Linked DNA regions of Gossypium hirsutum: regions 1, 2 and 3 are each linked to region 4. A link is a contact called in public Hi-C data. All regions are on one chromosome and are shown on one strand. Each heading gives the region's core, a stretch centred on a gene start, on an enhancer-like site or on the middle of the called end of the contact. The rest is flanking DNA. Distances are from core to core; before and after follow the strand shown. Region 1 holds the start of LOC107945873 (secretory carrier-associated membrane protein 3). Region 2 holds the start of LOC107945895 (PAP-specific phosphatase HAL2-like). Region 3 holds the start of LOC107945906 (internal alternative NAD(P)H-ubiquinone oxidoreductase A1, mitochondrial). Region 4 holds the start of LOC107962281 (serine/arginine repetitive matrix protein 1).

What was found. A called contact is a pair of places that touch in the nucleus more often than the background predicts.
Region 1: a Hi-C map of leaf shows a contact between it and region 4, with 2.5 times the contacts expected there. The contact joins the promoter of LOC107945873 here to the promoter of LOC107962281 in region 4. A contact is called at or near these places in 7 of 34 Hi-C or Micro-C datasets (anther, hypocotyl and leaf).
Region 2: a Hi-C map of leaf shows a contact between it and region 4, with 3 times the contacts expected there. The contact joins the promoter of LOC107945895 here to the promoter of LOC107962281 in region 4. A contact is called at or near these places in 7 of 34 Hi-C or Micro-C datasets (callus, leaf and petal).
Region 3: a Hi-C map of leaf shows a contact between it and region 4, with 3 times the contacts expected there. The contact joins the promoter of LOC107945906 here to the promoter of LOC107962281 in region 4. A contact is called at or near these places in 2 of 34 Hi-C or Micro-C datasets (both in leaf).

What each region holds. Positions count from the first base shown.
Region 1 is chrA06:91,677,855-91,682,703 of Gossypium_hirsutum_v2.1, forward strand. LOC107945873 (secretory carrier-associated membrane protein 3) reads left to right here and starts at 1,713. Exons shown (of 13, transcript XM_016880030.2): 1 at 1,713-2,049; 2 at 2,457-2,519; 3 at 3,032-3,166; 4 at 3,261-3,323; 5 at 3,460-3,493; 6 at 3,682-3,804; 7 at 4,032-4,094; 8 at 4,188-4,281; 9 at 4,460-4,505; 10 at 4,602-4,669. The coding sequence starts at 1,984.
Region 2 is chrA06:91,722,704-91,726,909 of Gossypium_hirsutum_v2.1, forward strand. LOC107945895 (PAP-specific phosphatase HAL2-like) reads right to left here and starts at 1,291. Exons shown (of 3, transcript XM_016880047.2): 1 at 759-1,291. The coding sequence starts at 1,128.
Region 3 is chrA06:91,793,001-91,797,497 of Gossypium_hirsutum_v2.1, forward strand. LOC107945906 (internal alternative NAD(P)H-ubiquinone oxidoreductase A1, mitochondrial) reads right to left here and starts at 2,366. Exons shown (of 8, transcript XM_016880068.2): 1 at 2,121-2,366; 2 at 867-1,478; 3 at 437-650; 4 at 135-295; 5 at 1-34. The coding sequence starts at 1,436.
Region 4 is chrA06:91,391,916-91,396,185 of Gossypium_hirsutum_v2.1, forward strand. It overlaps LOC107962281 (serine/arginine repetitive matrix protein 1), which reads right to left and starts at 2,742. Exons shown (of 1, transcript XM_016898596.2): 1 at 1,231-2,742. The coding sequence starts at 2,218. The coding sequence ends at 1,400.

The DNA of each region.
Region 1 (4,849 bases), core at 463-2,962, 280 kb after region 4:
GGAAAGTGCGCTCAGCTGGACGTGACTTCCCTTTCTATCTCTAAAATTGACCTATTTCCCTAATTTTTTTTAAAAAAAAGCCTAAAAGGCCAAATAAAAAAAATGACATATATTGTTAATTTAGTCAAATAATCTACAACATGTCTCGTTTCCATAATTAAATTTTTTGTATTATTCATGTAAAAAAAACCCGAAAATTGATTGTTTATGTTTTTTTAAGATTATTTTGATAGTCAAAATTTTTTGAATTGTATTACATTACTAAACAATGAGCATTTTTGTAATTTTATAATTAAATTGACGGCTTAGATAAAATTACAAATTATACTAAATTTATATTTACTTATTAAAAAAAAACTAAAAATGAGGTAGGTGTTTCATGCTTTTTAATTAAAAATATAAATAGATTAATTTAAAGAAAATTAATATATGAATATGAGTTTTATTTTCATATTTAAATCTTATTTAATTTTATTCTAAATATTAGTGCAAATAATAAATAATTTTGAATTCATACATAATTTTTTATTGAAATATTTTATGGGTGGTTGTTAGAGATGAAAGTGACTTTGGATGGGGTTGGCAGATTTTTGCCAAATCCACTCCTTCAAATGTTTCTAACAAATACCTATTTTAGAAGAGCCTTTTCGATTAAGAATCAAATTTAATATTAGTGTGGACTCAATATTTTATATTAAACTAAAATTTCAAATTATTTTTAAAATTTATTTGAATAAAAGTGAAGTGGTAATAAATTTATATTTTAATATTATTTAATGTGTATTTAAGCTTTGAATTTATAATTTTTTTATTTAAAAACTATATAAATGTGTGAAAAAAATGTTATCATAATAATATTAATTATAATCTAAAAACATGAGTATTTTTATAATTTTATAATTGAGTTGATGACCCAATCAAGTGTAACACTAACTTAATAAAATATTGGTTCTGATTATATATGCTTTTTTTTAATATAATTTTTGAAACTACCCGTAACCCCTTCCCAGCCTATAAATAGGAGAATAATTTACTTCATTCACGTGCTCCTATGTTACGACAATACACATGTCAATCGAGCTGAGACTCAACGACAACTTAATAAAATACTTAAATAATAGTAAATATTGATTTTATCATTTTATGGTTGAAGCCTTATTTTGAAATATATCCTTGAAACTTAAATTCATTTAAAGAAATTTAGCATTTAATAGAGTTTAATAAATTTTTTAAAAAAATACACTAAAAATATATTAGAATTTTTAAAAATTATTCTAATAACTAATAATTTCATTTTGTCAAAAACCAAAATATTTCCATATGCTCTCAAACCTGATTTAATTGTCTATTAGATGAGAAGAATGAAAGGAAAAAAAAAATAGTGCGTTCGATTAAGAAGAAAAGTGAAAAGAAAACAAATAAAAGTGATATCGTGTTTTATACTAATATATAAAAATAATGAAATAAAAAATAAATCTATTTTTCACTTATGTCAAAAAAGGGAGAAAAATTAAAAGTAATTTTCTTTCAAATTTTCCATCTCTCCCATCATGCACGCATATGAAAAAGAAAAATTATGTTATCTACACTTCTAATTTTCTGTATTTACACACTTGAAAATTAATTTAATAAAATATACTTAACCAAATAGAGAATAATGTTTTTTCCCGCTGTTTCGTCACAATATATTTATTATATTCAACAAAACTGACTGTTAACCGAAAAGTCCAACTTCTCATTCCCCCTCTCTATCTCTACCTCTTCTTCCCAAGGGAAACCACGTTTTCTCTCTCTAGAACTTCATTCATGACCCCAAATTTCCTTTGACCTTTCAGTTTTTCCATTCTCTTCTCCTCCAAGCTTCTTCTTCTTTTTCTCCTCTCTAGTTTTCATCTTCCTTGTATTATTCTCCCATTTTCAGTTTTAATTTATTGTTATAAGGTTTATATAGATCAAAAAAGAAAAAAAAAACTTAAAAAGGTGATGGCTGGTCGTTTCGATGAAAACCCGTTCGCTGAAGAAGGAGAAGAAGAAGTTAATCCTTTCTCGGTCAGTTTCTCTTTTCTCTCTCTTTCTTTGTTTCTGTTATTTGATGATGTTTTGGGTTGGGTTCATGCAGTTCAGTTTATGGTAGCCATAGCCAGCTCTTTAGCAGATTATAGGTTGACTTGTTTTTAACTCCCTGATTGCTTTGTTGGGTTTCAGTTTGATCTGAAATTCTTGGTTGAAATCGGTTATGGGAAGTATTTTACTTGGTTGTTGTGTGCTCCTTTCATTGACTTCATGTTTTCTTGTCACCGAACATGCATTTAACGAAGTAGCAAACTTATATAATCCTAGAGATGAAGACTATGATGCCTTGCTGGGTGTATTATCTGTCAATTCTAAGTTAGTTTACGGATGCTAGCAGACATCAGTTTTATTATGATTTTTTTCTTTTGAATAATTTCTACCAGGATCCAGCTGTGAGAGGGAAGGCATCTGGCCAGTCTAAATTTGGTGGAGGTCTATTTTCAAAGGTAACTAAATCCCTGTTTATAAAGTTTCAAGGGAATATTTAATTCAGAACTTAGTGTTCGATGTTAAAATGGCTACTGTCTTAGGACATATTTCCGACTAGAATGGATGTGAGATGTGAAATTTAGCTGTGGCTTTGCTTGTTTACGTACATGGATCCTAGGTAACTTATGCTATGTAAAACCATAACTTGAGGTGATGATGTTGTGCTAAACTACCACTATTTAATCTCTTGATCACACTGAAATTCCATATCTTTTGCTAATTTGCTAGGAATTCTATAGTAAAATCTTAGTGATTAACCTAGAAACTTACTTCTTTTTCTGATGCTGATAGTTTGAGCTAGCTTGCATATATCAAAGTTCTGAAAAAATAGGTTGCTTGTGGCTATATTGTCATGATTCCGTCATGTCTAATTTGACCTTTTAGTATTGCTTCTAAACATCAGTAAACTGGACCTTTTGCCTTGTAATAATACTTGCTTCTTGAACGCCTATTATCAATAAATTTTCAGAATGTTCCAAGTGCTCCACCTGCATCAAACTCAAGACTTTCACCACTACCTCCTGAACCTGCTGGTTTCAATTATGGTCATGAGGCAACAATTGACATCCCTCTTGATACAGCTTCAGGAGGATCAAGTTATCAGGTTAGTGAAGAGTGAAGACCAGTCTCTAAATGCCTTTTCCAATAGTTTTTTAAGCATTTGATCTCCCTGTTCTGGTTTTTCTGTTTAAATCTAGGATTTGAAGAAGAAGGAGAAGGAACTTCAGGCTAAGGAGGCTGAACTGAGAAGGCGGGAGCAGGTATATTGTGGAAGAAATTTTATAACTTAAGAGTTCATTCTTAATCTACAGAATCATAGATTTATTTTTGTTTCCCGCCGACACATTATAAATGATTTTATCCCACAATATTTACTGATAAGCTTATTCGATGCAGGAAGTGAGACGGAAAGAAGAGGCAGCAGCAAGAGGTACCTTTCATTACTTTTTTATAATTTGACTATTCACATAGAAAACATTGAGTTTGTTCATAGTTTCAAAATCTGTTCTAGACTACATTTCTTTTGCAAAAATATTTTGACCTGATTCTATTTCCTTTTATGGTCAGTTACTATTACATTTCTTCCATGAGCTAGAGTTTGACTTCCCTGTTTTGCAGCTGGAATTACTTTGGAAGAGAAAAATTGGCCCCCATTTTTTCCAATCATTCATCATGATATTGCAAATGACATACCAGTTCATCTACAAAGATTGCAGTATGTTGCATTTTCAACATTTTTAGGTAAGGGTTTCTTAGGCTTTTTCACCTTATGTTCTTATGCTTGGTGCACCTATGCATATGTCATCGTTTTTGTCCATAAAGAAAATTTGTGCTGTACTCAATGAGTTTTTCCATTGGGTGATTATTTGTACCATTTTTTTTTCTTTTTAAAAACTCTTTAGCTGGAAAGGGATTTTGTGTAAGCCATGGGTTACAGATAGTTGGTAATGTATTTTGATTCTATGCAGGGTTGTTTCTGTGCCTGCTGTGGAACATTGTAGCTGTTACTACCGCATGGATCAAAGGAGAAGGTTAGTTTAGAAATGCATTTCCATATTTCATGTTTTCCTTTGAATATATAACGTTAGATTGTGTTGTGTTTGACTGTATTTGTTTTTGTTTAGCTGTGAGGATCTGGTTCTTGGCTATCATCTACTTCATAGCAGGGGTTCCAGGAGCCTATATTTTGTGGTATCGGCCGCTGTATCGTGCTTTTAGGTACTTAACATACTCCACTCTTTTCCTGAATATTGCAATTCAGTTTTTGGGTTGCCTCTACTGCAAAGTTTCGTTGTCATTTCCTTAAATTTGGCTGTTCACATTCCCTGCACTTGCTAATCTCTAATCATCACTTATTTTAATTGAAATATTTTCTCACCTTCCGACCATAATGCAGGAAAGAAACTGCTTTATCATTTGGACGGTTCTTCCTATTTGATTTGGTACTAACTCATGTTTCTCTGGTAGATATGTTTCTTTGTTGCCATGGAGTCCGTAATACTGATTCTTTTGATCCATGTTGTTTTCCCTGTTTATAGCTTCACATCGGATTTTGCATCTTTGCTGCTGTGGCTCCTCCTATAGTTTTTAGAGGGAAATCACTAACGTATGTTCCTAAACTATTTTTTATCTTTCACATTCTCAATTTTATCTTGGACTGATAAACAACACCAATGCATTTGGGTTTGACATGGTGCACTTGTCTCCCAAAAAGTACATTTGCAAATTTACTGCAAGTATTTGGGATGTGAAATTGGTATTCTAGTTTAACTTTATCTTACCAGTG
Region 2 (4,206 bases), core at 41-2,540, 330 kb after region 4:
TTGCAAGCATAAGCAAGGAAATAGAAGTGTGGGGATATGACTTTCCAAGGATCTTCAAGCAGATGAAAAAATAGTTGGAAAAAAGTTTAATAAACTCATGTTAGACATGTATCCATCCAAATACGAGTAACATAGTACTTCATTGAATGGCCATCAATTTGTTATGGGATTGAAGTTAGGGTATGTTAATGGACCTACTGATCTCTCCATTCTCAGGCATTGCTCCACACGTAATGGGTGACCAGGAATAGTTTCTCCCACTCAAAATTTTAAGGCCCAATTAAATGAGAGATGTGGTCAGCATTTTAACTGTAGGCATCAAATCCTTTTCATGACCCCTTATTTGTCAACAAAACATTGGCAACGCAGCAATTATCCTCATATATCAATTTCAGCTTGTACTAAAAATCATTAACTTTGAATTGGTACATAGAAACACTAGTGATCCAAATTTGTAAATCTGATTGTATCAGCATATAATATAATATAAAAGTATAAAGTAAAACTTGACAAATTTCGAAATTTATTTATGTAAAATTGGGTTCACATAAACACAAACTATATGCGCAAATTCCCCAAAATTTTATGTCCAATAAATCGTATTTCATTCTTGCTAAATAGATCGAAAATTACATGTTATAGAAATAGTGAATGGTATTTTAGTTCTTTGTACCTTGTACTGGAAGTATCCACGTTCTGGGTTACATTTAACCACCCAAGATGCAGAGTTAAAAGGAAAGAAAAGGTGATTGATGTACCTGGCAGAGTGAGAAGAGAGTTGTCATGTTTGGAATGAAGTGAAGTGTGTTGAAGATTGAGAGAGAGAGAAGAGGCCATTTGAACAGCCCTGATAGCGACATCCAATTCCTTGGCATATGCTTCTTGTGCTTGAGCTGGTGAAACAACAAGCTCTCTCTGCTCTTCCATTACTGAGGAAGAAGAAGAAGAAGAAGAAGAAGAGAAGTTTTGGTTAGACTTTAACTGAGAAACAATGTGGAAGTTGTGTGGGTGGGTTTTTGTCCTATGCGTAGGGAAGCAGCTTCCCACGTAGGTAGTGGAAGCTATGTAGTTGGTTTGTGGCAGGAGATGGGGGACTCTGAAACCAAGGGTTGAGCAATTTAAAGGCATTTGGAAATGATTAGATACTCTCGCTCTCTTCTTTGTTTTGCGTTGAGGAGACCTATAAATATAAAAACAAATAAAACAGATAATGGTTTATTGTAATTGTGAGACAAATTACACTCAGGTTGGGTGTAAATTTCTGCATATAATATCTCAATCTCTCATTGCAATGAGATTTTCAACTCAGAACCAATAACACTATATATAAACCAAAAGTCTGCATTCACATCTCTCTCTTCTCTTTAACCATTTTGATTATTCTCACATTTAATATTTATATTTTAACTTTTAATATCTTCTTTTTTATTAAAATGTTACATGATTATATATAATTTTTTCGACAATAATTAATTAATGTCATTAATACATTAATAATTTTAATATTTTTTTTAAATTTTAAAATATTAATTGATAAATTTAATAAAACTAATTTTAAGGAAGGATAATAACTAGACTTCAATTTTAAATCCAAAAAAAAGTGAAGGGGTGGAAAACCCTGATTTGAGTGCCATCCAGAGTGTTGTCTTACTAGGGGATGATCCTGTTTTGTGTCAAAAGTAATGGAGAAACAGGGTGTTGTAGTAATGGAGAGCAGCAGCTTTGATTTTGAATAGTTTCCACTGCATTCGTCAGTAAATGTTTCCTTCTCAGTTTTCCTCGTTAATTGAGCTTAAAGTAATGATAAAGAAGGCGTTAAATGGTGATTAGCATCATGGATGGGTCTCTCTTGATATTGGTGGTCTATCATCCCAAGGTAGAAGCTTGCAAGCGTTTTCAACGTTAGTACTCTTAAATACCAGGGCAATAATTCTTTGCTTTTGGGTGTCATCATGATTTCATCAATACGTTTGAAGTTAATCAAAGTGGTGTTGATAAAAGATAGCCTTAAGCGGTAACATTTTTTTTTTATATTTAATTCAACTTAAATGCTTCACACATTTATTTTTGAAATCCAAACTTCAATTTTATTCAACCTCAGCTGTATTAAAAAAAACAATTATATGTCAAAAATCTATTCATAGATAGTCAAAAATATTAAATTCTTGTTAAAAATAAATTTTTAATTCAACCATGGCGTTAATAATTTTCGTCATTGATTACGTTAATTGTTAAAATGAATTAATAGACCAATCATACAGTAACATATGATAACTTTTATTTTAATCTAATATTTTGTTATAAGAATAATTAAAAATCATTAAAAAATTTTATAAAAGAATAGAAATTTATAAATATTAAATTTTATGTAAACTTATAAAAAATAATACAAACTTATCAATATTATAAAATACAAAATATCTAATAAATCATTAATTTTTTATAAAATTAATATAACATATTTAAAAATGCATAACTATACAAAAATCATAAAAAATACAAATATTAAAATAATAAATTTGATATAAACATATAGGAATTTTAAAAAAGACCATGAAAACTTGATTAGGATAGGATTGATCAAAATAATTAGATTGAAATCAATAAGGTTATTTGTCCAAAGAAAGCCATTAGATCAGTTGACTTGGGAATCAAACGGTTGAACTGATTTTTTTTCAATGTTTTATTTAATTGAACTGGACATACCAGTCAAACTGGCATACTTGTAGCCTGATTGGTTCGACCATCAGTCTGATTCTAAAAACTGATAAGTGTCAAAAGTAACAAAATTTAGCCTCATTCTTTGTGCATTTTTAGGTGATTATGTGACATTAATTATGAATTATATAGTCTTAATATTCATGTGTTGATGCTTAATAGGGCATTTGGGAACAACATGAGTGAAAAACAATGGAAATTAGAACATTGGAGCCAGAGGCAAATTTAGGGGGGCTGATAGAGGCCCCGGCCTCCTAAAATGGAAAATTACTATTTATGCCCTTTAGAAAATTTAAAAAATTAAATTTGTAAAGGTAAAATTTCATTTTGCCCCCCTAAAATTATAAAAAAATTGATTTAACCTTTTAAAAATTATAAAGATACAAACTATTAAAAATTAAAATTTTATTTCGGCCCCCTAAAAAAATTTTCTAGCTTCGTCCCTGATTGGAGTATTCCAAAAGTTGTACACATGCAACAAAGTTTCACACGGGCAATCCAAGCTACCGTGTGTCTAGGGCATGTTGATCTTGGGACCCGTGTGCACTAACAACTGAAAGCTGCAATTTTTAGGTTTTTTTGACACTTTAAAAGGTATAAATAAGGACATAAATGAGGGAATAGGCAACCATCAAGAGATAGCACAAAAATTACCCAACGAATACTATTGAAACCGATTTCTAAGCAATTTTTCATTAGGATTCAAGAGTCCAAGTTGATTTTCAAGGGAGTTATCATGGTTTTCTTTTATTTTGGTGGTTGTATTGTATTTTTGGTGTTTACTTTTGTAAGTATGAACTAATTTTCTTAATACCTAGGGGAGATAAATCCTAAGATGGATTTTATTGTTTGATTTCTAGTTTTATGCAATAAAACCTTAGTTTCTTTGTTTTCAATTATGAAATACTTAATTGTTCTTGGGTTGATAATTCTACAGTGTTGATCTATGTTCGATGTGCTTAAGTCTAAGGTTGAATAAACCCTTCTTGATATTAGATCATGCATTATTGAATGGAATTGCATGTAATCCTATAAATAGGACAACATAAATCTACTAGATTATAGTCAAATCTAATAAGGGGATTCATAAAGCGAATTAATGCAATAATAAGCGTTTTAATTATAAAGAAAAATCAACCTAGAGTTAGTTGCTCTTTTGCTCGAAAGAGATATTAGCATAAATTAGGAATTTCTACGGATAGAAAAACTAAGAAAAGAAGTTGCATAAATTAGATTGAGAATTATAGATGAAATCTAGGTGGATTCTTATTTAGGTATTATTTTGTCACTTGGTTGCTATTTGACTGTGTTTGTGCTTTATTCTTTGGTGCGTTCATTAGTTAATTTAGATAGTTTATTTTAAATTTTAATTGACCCTTTAAAATGTTAGGTTAAATACTAAAAAGGTGATAATTACTAGTAATTGTAGTCCTTGAGGGAACGATATATGTACTTATCATAGCTATACTATTAATTGATAGGTACACT
Region 3 (4,497 bases), core at 1,116-3,615, 400 kb after region 4:
GTCCAACATCAAAGGATGACAAAATCTCATTTGCCTGATTAGGATATAGATATTGGAAAAATCAACATCCATATATACAGATAATTACTTAGAGAGAAGTATGGGAAAGAAGTTACTTTGTTGCTCCTATATACCTCTATGAGTGTAACTTTGATGTAATCTTTTACATGACTGTATCTCTCCCGGACATCTCTCATAATGAAATCGCTCAACTCACCACTGAACTCCACTCCTGTTGGGCCACCCCCAATGATAACACAATGCAAGAGGCGTCTCTTTTCTTCTTCTGATATGCCTGCAATGACAAACTCAATTGTAAGAGAATAGTTAAGTTTAGCCACAAGGAATCCTCATAAGGAGTTCGAACCGAGACAGAGAGTCCTCGTGATGGGATTTTTTGGTATGCACAGGCCAAGGATTCAAAGGGATCACTCACCTGGATTTTCAGAGAGCATTAGGTTCAAAAGAAGTTTCTTCCTTATTTCTTGGGCATGATTCACTTCACGAAGGAAATATGCATTTCCCTTCACACCCTTGATACCAAAAGTTAAAGGCTCTGCTCCAGCGGCAATTACAAGCTTGTCATATGCAACTTTAAATTGATAAGGTTCGTGAGGTAGTCCACCATTGCTCATTGTCTCACAATACACCTGATCAACGCATTATGTACTTAGGCTTTTAATAACTTGACAAGCAAAGAACATGGAATCTCATTTTATAATAAGACAATTCACTCTTGCATGTTTTTCTGAACCAATAACAATCATGAGTATATGCATGTTATTGCACAATACTACATACAGAATGATTAGAGAGGAGAATGTAGATACTGTAAAATATAATATTTCTGGCATACATTAACGCACCTCATGTTTGTTAGTGTCAACGCCTATGCAAGAAGCAAGATAGAAGTATGAATTGGGGCTTGTTGCCAATGCAGACTGTATCCGGCTAACAGGCTCGGAAACCGAGCGGAATTCAAGAGTTCCAACACAAGTTGAAGCAAGCAAAGGGGTGAAAACCATGTGGTTTCGAGGTGATATGCAAACAACATCATAGGCTTTGGTGTCAAGCCCATTGAGGAATCGGCATGCTGCCCATCCAGTACCAAGGACAACCACTCTAGGCTTTTCGCCTGGCTTGGTTGCCTCTAGTCCTGGATACCTTGGTTCATCATGTTCCGACTCCGACTCTGTCTCCACTAGTCGGTCAGCTAAAGGAAACTGATAATGTGGGGTTGTCCTTATTCCCCTGCTCCAAAAATTCATGTGATTCAACCCTTTTATGGTGGAAAGGGATGTCAAATTGCTGTGCACATTGATTTTTTCAAGGGAACCGGATAATCTTTCAAAGAAGATATTCCTCTCAGTCGTGTTACTACCAACGACACCACCTGATCTTCTCAAGCCACTCCTGGCAACCCGTGCAAGTGCCATGAACAACTTGTTTTAATCAAATTTCTAGCAATACCTTTATTTCTGCCCTGGAAAAGAAATATATAGTGAAGTAAGGTATACAATTCAAATATAGCAGAAGGGCTGAATTGAGGAGATGAGTTAAATAGAGAAGCTGGGGAGGGCAACCCGTCGATTCGGTTAACAAAAAAACGATTTAACCGACCAACTCTGTATTTTAACAGTAGAACCAGCCCAAACCTATCAGAAAACACCATATATATGAAGAATATTCAATCGATCATTGCCAAGAAAGTTCTGAATTTGCGACAAATGTATCATTAGAAGCAACGACGATTTGTACAAATACGACTAAATGTGAGGGGAGTAGCACAAATTGCATACGACAAAGTAGTAATAAAATGAAGGCATTTCTTTCAAGAATCTTCTTTTGGTTTCTAAGTATCACTAGAGGCAGCCTAATTAATATATTTAAACATACGAGCAACTATCCTACTATACAAGCACAAAGGGTTTTAGAGATGTTATAGTAAAACCCTAGACAGAAACCAAAAATCTTATCAAACATGTAACAGTGAACTGTTAGAAATAAGTATGACCAATGAACAACCATTTACCACAAAATTGCCTAACTGAAAACAAAACAATAGAAGAGAAAGAAACAAAGAACAGTTTTTTTTTAATAAAGAAGATGAAGGACATTACTTTGGAAATATTTGAGGTTTGTCTTCTTGAAGTAGATTCTGGGAGAGGTTTTAAGAGAAAATGTTAATGGCGTTGTTTTCAGAGAACACACACAAAGAATCAAAGCCCAATAAGTATTAATAGTTTTGGTGATGTCGACAGTAAATTTAAAAAAAAAATACTAAAATAAAAGGTAGATGAAGGTGCTGAAAGCTGAAAGCAGCCGACTTGAGGTGCAAGAAAATTGTTGAGCTAAGCTAAACACCCTCTTGAAAGCATGTATATTTATATTGGTGGAGAACAGGAGAAAGAGAAATTAAAAAAAGAGGAAAGCTGCCGTACATTACGTGAGTTGGAAACGGAAAAAGCAAGAATATTACGGAATCTTTTCTGGTTCCTAATTCTTAAACGACATAGTTTGAAAGTATCATGAATTTAGGGTTTGCTTTTAATAATTTAAAATTGATTTGGCAAGGAAAGCAATATGCATAAAATGTTTTTATTTTTATTTTTAAAATTCTATAAATCTGAAATAAATATATTATTTTAAAGTATTTTTCTCCAAGATGAAAGCTAAATAAATGAGGATGGTTTGTAAAATTCATATGATCCAGCTGGCTGTACAGTATAAAAGCAAAGTCCAAGCAATAGTTCTGTGGAATGGTGGCGGCGACTCTTCAAAGTAAGTGTGAAAAAGTCCCCCAGTTTTTTTGGAAAGATGGAAGTTGAACGGCTTTTGATGGACTTAGGTGAAAGTAAACATCGGGTAAATTTGTTATTTTTATTAAAAATTTAATTTATTTCTATTATTAATTAAATAATACATGTGACGTGTTATGGTACAAGAACTAATTTTTAATAGAATGATTAATTTACCTTTTAATCTAGTACATAAAAATTAATTGGTTTATTTTTTGAGTTAAAAAAGAACAAAATATAATTTGACTCACAGTATAAGAATCTCCATAATATTTTTATAAACAAAATAATCAAATACTATACTATAAATGCATTTTTTAATATTCTTGTATATCGATATAGATGTAGTTTGGTATATTACTTTGAGTTTCTTAATTTTTTAAAATATTTTTATATATTATATATACATGTAAATATAATTTAAAAGCATAATATATATAGTTATATGTAAAATAAATTTTAAAATTGCAAATTAAATCCAATAATTATATTTTATTAAACCAATACAAAATTTAAACTACTTAAAATCGATTTATATTGAGAAAAGACGAGTCCCTCCAACACAGTGTTTGGTGTGAAAGAAAGATCCAGTGCAGGTTCCCCCGGTGTCGTGTTTTTGTTGTAAGTGTCAAAGTTTGACAGGCACAAAAGGGTTGTTTCATTGTTTGTCTTGTCTCCCACGTTCTTGCTGTTTTTTCTTTATTGTTTTGGAATGTCGCATTCAATGAATTGAATTTGGCCTTTGGTTTACTACTTTAGTACGAAATTAGGTTTAAGATAAATTACACCGTAACATCATTAAACTAATACTAAATTTATATTTTCATCCCTTTAGTTTAAAATTTAAAAAATAGTTATTAAATAATTTAAAATTTTTTATTGAAGTCATTGAGTTGTTAAAATCGACTTCTCTGCTCGCATTGCTTATATAAATCAAAAGCTCTCATTCCCTTTCTCTTCTACAATTAAGTTTTTTTTTCATGAAACAACTTTAAACATCATGAATTTACAAACAAACACATTAACAACTTTCTTCCTTGGTCTCCAACATTGACCAACAGATTGACTTCGATTTAAGATATGTTCATCTACTTATTGATGTTTACTAATCCATCATACAAATCGTCGAATTGTCGCTTGGAGCTCAAAATTTAAAAAAAAAGAACTTAATCACCAATGAAAGGAAGCCTCCGAAATTGAAGTTTTCATACAAGTGGCTTGAAGGGAAACACCAAGCAACACTCCCTGAAGTTGTCTCTGATCAATTAGTGGAGATAGTGCCTGTAGGAGTTGGCACTAAGACAAGCATGTCAATTCAACTCTCAGCTTTTGATCAAAGGTTTCTACACCATCTTGATGTTGAGGTTTCCTTGCAGGCGAAAGTTATCCAACAACTACAAGCCAATATTTGAATTGTAACACCCCTAACCTATCTTCGTCGCCAGATTAGGGTTACAGAGCATTACCGTACAATCGAGAACATTAAACATCATATCATTCAAATAGGCTAAACATATCATAATTCATCCAATCGCATGCATTTTGTCCCTAAATTGAGCCATCGAGGCCCTAAAAATAGCTAAGAAGCAATTTGAGACTAATTTGGAACAATTTGGAAAGTTTAGGAACAATTTACAAAAATTAGAAACAATGGTCACATGGTCGTGTGGCCAGGCAGTGTAGAATCACCCTAGGCCGT
Region 4 (4,270 bases), core at 1,492-3,991:
AGAGGAATCTATCTAGTTCTGATATAAGAAGCCAAGTTAAAAACACTCAAGTAGCTTGAAAATCATCTTTGTAATGGAAACAAAAGTTAAAGCCATTTTGGTTGAAATATTTTGAACTTTTGAACTTCCATATTTTTGTCTTTGCCTACGGAAAAGAGACGACCATAGAAAAAAGCTAAAGCAACAGTCCAAAATAACTGAAATATCTGATCTTCTTTCCCCCATTATTCCTCTTTGTAAAGAGCGTCCAATAACATATTCCATTAGCCATTTTAACATTAAAATATTGGACCACTCCTACTGTCTTTCATCTTCAAACCTCTACTAATATGATTTCCCCCTCTTCCATTCTCCAAAATCTTCATTTCTTTCTTTATTTCTCCATTTTCCATTTGTGTTCCTTTTAAAATCATAGAATATTTAAAGCTGAGTGTGTGCCAACCATGCTGCTCTTTCTCTCATTATTTCAGGAAAAAAAATGGGTAAACGTTCAAAATAGAGTTTAATCTTTTAGAGGTTATTCATATAAGACTTAAACTTTTTAAAGTGATTAAATAAGGGTCTAACTTCTGTAGAGGTGTTTAAATTAAAGTTTTTCACGCATTTTAGCTCTATTTGTAGAAAAAAATTAAATAAATGCTGATGTGTTTATAATAAAATACATAATACATAAATTAGATATTACTTGAAAAGAAAAAAAAAACATAATTTAAAATTTGATATATAACATTTGATATACTCTTGTTTGAGCACTTTTGAAAAAAATTGTTCCGTAAACGATTCTTTTAGCAACAACAAAAAAAAAATAGCCAAAGATATGATATTGCCACTAATCTCGTAAATAAATACTTAAAAATTAACCATCAATCATGATGCTAATGAGTAATCCACCGTGAACCAACCTATATGGGGGCTAGCTGCATGAAGAACCCATGCATTCTCCTTATGGTCTGGTCTTTGTGAGAATCCTAAAAGGAGTTCCAGGTATAGTAGTAGGCAGCTCAAGATCTAGTTTCAAAGACATAATTACGCATCTCAATCATATGATTAATCTCTAAAGATAAAACTTTTTTGTTCTTAAAGTTGTCTCAATGTGAACTCCTTTAACCATACCAAAAACCCAATAGAAGCCTCAAGTTCTTGGATAAAGAAAGATGGAAAAGGAGCAATCATTTTGTACCAAATTGAATCATATTTTGCAGAAAACACATGTTTTTCCACACCAACATGTCAAGTTAAAGGCATTCAATTTCATACGTTCTTAAATACAACCAAAATCTCCCATTGCATTGCAGTCCGGATTGACATTTGCATTGAATCAGTATTCACAAACAAAACAAAAACAATAAGAGAAATTACAATATATGAACTCTAAAGGTACAATATTTTCTTTTAATCCTTAAAGAAAGATGAAACATTCAAGGGAGACAAGAGGATTTTCAAGTGATTCATTTGGAGCACTCGTTGTAGCACCATTATTATTGCTGCTTGGCCATTTCCCTTCCATGGTAGTTGTAGTAACGTGTTGTTGTTGCTCTCCTGGGTCACGTCGGACCCTACCAGGAGAATGAATGGTCCTACCTCCGGACGAGCTCCGACCCATTACAGCTCTATTCACCGCAGGTGATCTTGACCTCCTCCCTGAACTCCCACCCGGATCCTTCCTTGGCGGATCGGGTCTTGACCCACGTTTCACTGGGGATCCCCCCTTGCTTTGAACCAACCTCACTGATGATCCCCCGTTCACGACCCCATTTCTTTTGTTAGGTGATTGATCAAGCTTCCGACCCACGACACGGTTCCTTGACCCGGGTCTTGCCGAAGATCTGAACACCTTTAGCTGCCTCACTTCATCTTCTTCATCTCTCCTATCAGTAACAGTGGAAAGGCTTTCACTTAAACTCACGCTGCAAATCTCGGAAACCTCTTCCGAAGCTGACTCTTCAAGGACAGGTGATTTTGGTTTGGTCTTGACGTTGAAATTAAGGCTTTCCTTCTCTTGGATCTTGACAAAGACCGGTTTCTCAATCTGGGTTTGCTTGCTCTCTTCTTGTTGTGGGGTAAAGATGGGAGCTTTGGTTTTTGGGGTTTCAGATAAAACTTCCTTCACAGTTTCTTCTTCAGCCGAAGGTGGTGGAGCTTTGGATTCAACACCCACTTGCAAATGTGATTCCTTCGCACGAAGGGAACCTGTGTTGGTGCTTACACAGCAACCCATTTGAGGAAATGGAATCTACAGATTGACTCAGAAACAAAGTGCCATTGTTGAGTTTTAAGTTCAGCAATGATCTGTTGGTAAGTAGATTAAGTATTTCCCGGCTTTAGACTCGATGAAGAAGGTCTCCACTCCCCATAACGGAGGCGTAACCTCAATGGAGTGCATTTTATTCTTAGGTAACATATTTCTATTTATCTAAATGACCTTCATATTTCGTCGTTTTTCATTCAAGTCCCTTTGAGCTGCATATGTCTCGTGATTTGTGGAATTTTTAAGGAGCGGCGCATGTTCTAGTCGTCTAGAAGAGGAGGTGGGGGGATTATTGATATGTCTTTTTACAGTCCCTCGGTACATGTGATGTCTAAATCTAACCAGAATGGGCGGTCGATGTGGGACCACTGTTAGGGTTAATTGAACGGTTGTGATTGGGTTTATGGTTTGTGGTCGAACACTTGACCCACAACTTTCATGGATTTACATGGAAATGATCTGTTCTTAAACGTATGAAATAATCAGTAAGATTAGGAAAAAGTTGTTAAATTGTCTCAATATTTGGAACAAAAACACTAGCCCTTGCCTAATAATTTGAGACCCTACCTATGATGGAATCTTGGACTGGTAAAGTTGCATATGCCACATCTAATCAACCCTTAGATTTTGCGATACAAGTTGATTTATGCCAAGTAACATGACAAACACAAACTTAAAAAACAAAGAGAGATGCTGCTTATGAGCAGTGACCGCATCTACTTTTCTTTAGCCATCTGTATCAACAGTCAATAGGAAAGCCAATCTCATTATTTCAATTTAAGTTATATTTATTTAATTTTATAAATACTGAATTTGATGGACTATCAAACATATATAGCCCATAGTTTGCAACAAACAAGTTTGGATGTAAAGTATACCAGACAAGAAGCTGAGTGAGACAAATGTTCCATTTGGGTCTTATCTTATGAGGCCATTTTGGTCTCCATTCATCTTGGGTTTGTGAAGAACCAATAACTGATCCATCCCAATCCAATTTTTGCTGCCCAATGGTTTAAGCTTAGTTGGTCTTTCATTCAATTCCAAACAAAACAATCAGTGGCTTTTCCTACTATGTACTTCAAAAGAAAAAACCAACCTTCTCAACATAAAAAGATAGCCTTTATTTATAAAGCCACAAACCATGTAATTATTTTCCTTGAACACTCACATTATGTAGAATTTTTACACTTATTTTTCATTGTTTGGGAATTTTATCATATGATTGTAAAATTAAAATTAAAGGGCAATAATTGAAGCTTTAATTGGTGGATGTAACCTCATGGTTATCCCAACATGTATAGTATAGCATAATTTAAGAAATTATAGATGTTTGAAAGAAGGTGGATTTCAACTTTAAAGACAATATTATTAAAAAATAATTAGGAATGTAACAAAATAAAGAAATAAAATTTGACAGTTAAGAGGCTAACCTCAGCAAAACCAAAGAAAAAAAAAAGGAAAATGGCATTTGGGAAGTGACCAAGCCATTGGCCGCATTAATTCTCTGTACGCCATGAGTGAGAGGCCTTTCTAAAAATATTGTAGGTTTTTTATTATTTAGAAAAAGATTGTAATTTGTATCTCACATAATATTAAAAAAAGGGTGAAATTATCATTATTTTTCTAAAATCGTAATGTAAGGAGGAGGAGGAGGTGTCAAACTAGTGTCATATTCTCTCAATCTTCAATCAACACATTTTACACATGTGAAATGGCAATAAATAAATAAAGTACACGTGACCCATCCCACCCACCTAGCCTACCCCCAGCCTCAACCAAATATATAGTTAAATATCTCCACTTCTCCAACTAGTCTTTTGTATATTATTTCTTCATGATAAAACAGCTAATGGCATCCAAATTTGTACTCTAAAACGCACGCTCTCTCATGATTGAGTTAATACTGTGTGATGTATTTGAGAAAGAAAGGAGTTGTGTTAGTAAAGGGTATGAAAAGCGAAGGTGATGAGGAAGAAACTGGTACATTGCATAGGTCCAATAAATTGGGTTTGAGCTATTCTA